Linked DNA regions of Xenopus laevis: region 1 is linked to region 2. A link is a contact called in public Hi-C data. All regions are on one chromosome and are shown on one strand. The core of a region is the stretch at or near the end of the contact, and the rest is flanking DNA. Distances in the headings are between cores, read along the strand shown. Region 1 overlaps LOC108715698. Region 2 overlaps LOC108715698.

Region 1 (2,700 bases), core at 52-2,551, 58 kb after region 2:
CCTGACACAGGAAGACTCTTTGCAGTGACCAGGTTGCCATTTCACAATGGAAGCCATTCACTTTCTTTGCTCTGTCCATTAGTACTGGACATCTTTAAGTTAAAGGAAAACTTTACCCCCAAAATAAAAGTTTAAGCAACAGATATATATAAATATATATACCACTTTGGTAAGATTCTTTAAGTAAATATTGCCCTTTTACATCTCTTGCCTTGAACCACCATTTTGTGATGGTCTGTGTGCTGCCTCAGAGATCACCTGACCAGAAATACTACAACTCTAACTGTAACAGGAAGAAGTGTTGAAGCAAAAGACAGAACTCTGTCTTTTAATTGGCTTATGTGACCTAACATGTATGGTTCGTTTGTGTGCACCGTGGATCCTACGATCCCAGGGGGAGGCCCTTATTTTTTTATTATATTTAAGATTACTCAATGGCACATAAAATTAAAAAGTATATTATTATGAAAATGTTTTATTTACATGAAGCAGGGTTTTACATATGAGCTGTTGTATAAAATATCTTCTTTTTGAGACCTACATTGTTCGGGGGGGGGGTATAGTTTTCCTTTAACTTTTGCTATGTTGTAGAACGGCCTGTTCTAAGCAGCTTTTCAATTGGTCTGCTTTATTTCTTTTGTATAAGTTTTCAATTATTTGAAAAGCTACAAATGTATTGTTACTGATTTTTTTTATTTAGGCCTTCTCCTGTTCCAGTTGTTTATTTAAATCAATGCATGGTTGTTAGGGTAACCTAATTGCTGACATTGCAAACTAGAGAGCTGCTGAATTAAAAGCTAAATAACTCAAAAACCACAAATAGAAAATGGAAACCAATTGCAAATTGTCTCAGAATGTGACTCTCAACATAATACTAAAGAATACTAAAAGTTAATTTAAAGGTAAATAACCCCTGAGTGTATTACATGTGCTGCTTCCTCGAGTTTGGGCTCATTTTTAGGACCCCTGAACCCTATAAAAATGTAGAACGCTCTGGTCATTGTTGATATGCCTAATAGCATCTAAATAACATTAGTGAAACTTCCAAGGGCACTGTGTTGGCCCCATGTTTATAACTCTATACATAAGATGATGATGATGATAGGGTGTCAGTGTCTTTAGTGCACTGTGCATACTACTGACACCATTACATCAGGGAATAAGCAGCAGATGATCTGTAGCTGTGTACATTTACCTCACAGCTAAATTCAAATATTTACACATGCAGAAGGGCAGTCTCTTTGGGAAACAATATCCACTTCCCTAGTAGGCCAGAAATAAAGTGGAAAGGCTATGTATAGATGCCATTGGCGAGAATGCTGTGTGTGACACAGCACTAAAAGAGATCCGCTTATCTCATCCCCCTTGTTTATAGGATCAGTCATTGCTGAATTCTTGTGTTAGGCAGACAGGCTGGGAATAACATATGTGCGTAATTACTGCAAATGGAACATTATGGAAGGGGAGCAGATAACGTCCGTGTACTCGTCTCTTGTTACAGTTTCTGCCCGTCAGGTTCTCAAAAGCAAATGGCGCTTTGTGTTTGTTGTAAGAAGGTTTTATTACTCATATTTATTTTATTATTTTCATGAAACACCAACATATTCGTACAAGCCAAAGACTTATGTACTGCAAGTGACATACAGACACTGTGTTAGAACGGGAGATGTTATATTCAACATGATTAGCTTTTGTTTACTTCATTAATAGGCAGTAACTGTTCTATAGAAATAGATATGTAAAAAAAATGATCCAGGGTCCTGTGGTCCACATCCTCTGCCAGTGCCCAGTATCATCATCATTTATCATCATTTATTTATATAGCGATGTCAAGCTACGCAGTGCTATCCGTTCTCCTTCGGATGTAACAATCAAGTAATGTAAATATCAATGGACCAGCGCTCAAAACAGCTTTAGGATAGACAAAAGGGACAATAGACTAATATAGTGTAGTATTTTTTGTTTCTGGGTGGTCACACACTCTATAAAGGGGGATACTCCTTCTCCTTCACAAGTTCTTACCATCACCTTTTATCCAACCAGTGTGATTTTTAGGTGGGTACTCACAAACGTTAAAAATTCTTATGGGCCTTCAGGTATAGTGCTGGCCTTCACAGACAGTCTGCCCTTTTCCCTCCAATGTTCCAATAGCTCTATAGGAATAGTGTAAAATCCTCTTTAATAATGAAATATATATATAAAGTGATTGCACTCACATTTCCACAATGTTTAAGCATATATATCAGAGTCCCCGTAGTGCCACAGTTTGTGAAAAGTCCGGACTGTGGCACTACGGGGACTCTGATCTGTTATTTCCATACACAGTTATTCTTAGCTTTGTATTACAGGTATGGGGTCCATTATCTGGAAACCTGTTATCCAGAAAGTTCCAGGACCGAAGACCATATCCCATAGACTCAATTTTTAAAATAAATCTCCCATAGACTCCATAATATTTAGTAATTAAGCATTACCTTATACTTGATCACAACCAAGCTATAATTAACCCTTATTGAGGGCAGAACAATCCTATTGGCTTTAATTAATGTTTACACTATTTTTTGTAGACTAAACTTATGGAGATCTAAATTACAGAAAGATCTTATCTGGGAAACCCCTGGTCCCCATCATTCTGGATAACAGGTCCCATAACTATATAATTGTCCGTTATTGACATGCACTGCAGATGTATCAGGAGGC
Region 2 (2,700 bases), core at 180-2,679:
ATCACTACTCATCGTTTATAATGATATCATTTACAAGATATTCATGGCTTTTGCGAATTGTATATTAATATACATTCATATAAATCAAATTGCTACGGACACACATTTTGCTGCCTTTTCGGCATGGTCCGCGCCGAGGTTCTTTAAAAAAAAAAAAATGGCCGATGCGTAAAAACGCTTGCGGTTTCAACCTTCGGCAATGACATGCTACGCTAGCGGATTTTACTCTGCGGTCAGCTAGCAGTGTGAAGCTTGCTGAAAACGCTGCACGTATCCACGTGTGTTCGTAGCCTAAGGAATTAAATAAGCTCATTTGGAGATTCTTACATTATACATGTGTATGGGTTTAATTGATGATGACTTTTAGTTATCTTTATTAAAAAAAAAAAAAAAAAAAATCAGTTTGTTATAGTTGTTGCTAGACCTTTGCTATAGAAGCATGTAAATAAGGTGAGAAGCAAGAACATGGCTCCGTTTCACACATACACCATCTGGTTATGCCACAATCAGATAGTACAGAGTGTGTTCTTTGATATTCAGCACATACATATACATAATATCTACAGTACAGGTATGGGATCCGTTATCTAGAAACCAGTTATCTAGAAAGCTCTAAATCTTGGGAAGGCCATCTCCGATAGACTCCATTTCATCCAAATCATTACATTTAAAAAAAAAAATCCTTTTTATCTTTAATAATAAACAGTACCTTTTACTTGATCTAAGTTGACCTGACTAAACCATATTGGAGGCAAAAAAAATCCTACTGCATTTATTTAACGTTTAAATGATTTTCTAGTAGACTTAAGGTATGAAGATCCAAATTACGGAACGATCTGTTATCCAGAAAATCCCAGGCATTCTGGATAACCTGTCCCATGCCTGTATTGCTTATTTCCCTAAGTAGGGAATATTTTATGACCACAGTAGTCTGAATATTCTTTCATCACAGTCTATACAATAGTTTACACTTGTCTAAACAAACTGTATATTGACGCAGTATTTATGTTAGGTTATTTTACATGGTGGCTACATTGTCCTAAGCAAAGTGATAGGAATGTTCTGGTGATTTGTTCCCTGTTATACAGTGGTTAATATGTAAATATTCTATTTATGTATGTCTTGTATTTATGTAAGTGTTAACATGAAAAAAAAGGATAAATACATCTAATAGCACACCAGCATTTTGCTGCTGTTCCCCGTTCCATCAGTGTTGAGGTTCACTCTGTATGTAGATCCACAAGCTAGTAAAAAGAACATGGGGCAACATAGATAGGGAATGGAAAGTGCAAGCCATAGAGACATGTTTATTTAGAAAAAGTGAAAAAGCTGAATTTACATATCTAATTCCACATCCCCATCTGAGGTGCCATAAGGCTGAATGCTTAGGACGTTTCAGTTTCTTGGTGTTGCACATTGAGATCCCTATTTGGGTGTGAATGTAGAACAGGATGGTGCTGAATCAGCTGCTCTTATCCATTTACATTTGTATGTGAAACAGCAGACACTATAATATAGATGCTAATGCCTTTACCCTGGGGCGCCTGTTTATTATTCTAGGTACTGATCTAAACTGCTTTTTGGCTGCTAGACTGTAAGCATGCTGGCAGTACAAGAGAAAGAGACACCATGAAATCAATATGTTTACAGTGTTTTTTTCTATCCAAATGATAGGAGCATTACTCCAGAAGTATAAATAGTAATACCCCGCAATGTCCCACTCAGTTGATATAAATATGAATACATCCACCTCCCAGAGCTGTTTCAGTGCACCTCGGCTAATGTGTACGCAGTCAGTAAAAGTTCCACTTGCAAGTTTTTACCCAGCCTGTTGTCTCGTATGACTGGCTAATCCCCTACGTGTAACCTTGCTGATGAAAGAGGAAGCTTCCCTCGTTGTGATGAGGAACATGTAAATTATTGATGTCCGTCTGAGTACTTAGTGCGGTGGGGCTAATAACGACAAGGCACCCAGGATGAGCAACTGCAACTAGTATCTGCAACATGGACTATTACTACCTGTCACACTGCTTTAAATTTTTTGGGACAGTCTGGGTGAGTTACTGCTTTGCAAATACTTTAGAAACATTAGCTCTAATGGCTTCTTTGACTTGTGCTAGAACATTACACTTTTTCTTATATTTTCCTTTAAATTGGTTCATAGAATGCTTGATGTTTGATAGTAGAAGAACTACAGTATAATGAGTGACACGGGGGGGGGCTCTCAGTTGCTGCTATTTTACAAGTGTCTTTTTTTGGATCATTCTTTAAAATTACAAAGAATAAAGGAAAGGTATTTATTTGGAGAGCCGCCAGGATAAATCTATAGCCGGTATTTCCACTGGCTTCAACTGCAGGCAGCTAGAAACAACTGGAGGACCCCAGGTTTCCTATAGCTGATGTGTAATATGGCATGTTGTTAGTGCTACATACAATGACATCGCTTATCCAGGATCTGTCAGTACAGGAAACAGGACGGTGCCTTATTTATCTTTTTCACCAAACCCGTCTGCCTCTGGATAGGAGCTCTCTAAAATTAAATGTATCTCCTTTCCACCCCTTGCACCCCTGTCTCCATCACAGAGTTCCACAGCAACTTTCTTAATGTTGGGGCTCATTTATCAACAATAGGCAAATATGCACCTGGCCAGTAACCCATGGGAAACGGTGACATTTCTGTTTTAATTATTCTTCTTGCAG

What was found. A called contact is a pair of places that touch in the nucleus more often than the background predicts.
Region 1: a Hi-C map of animal cap shows a contact between it and region 2, with 8 times the contacts expected there. A contact is called at or near these places in 3 of 4 Hi-C or Micro-C datasets (the XL177 cell line, the XTC cell line and animal cap).

What each region holds. Positions count from the first base shown.
Region 1 is chr1L:159,920,785-159,923,484 of Xenopus_laevis_v10.1, forward strand. The region is part of intron 6 of LOC108715698; the gene reads left to right. Among protein-coding and RNA genes, the nearest start is that of crybb3.L, 21 kb to the right of the region's middle.
Region 2 is chr1L:159,862,297-159,864,996 of Xenopus_laevis_v10.1, forward strand. The region is part of intron 5 of LOC108715698; the gene reads left to right. Among protein-coding and RNA genes, the nearest start is that of LOC108715698, 56 kb to the left of the region's middle.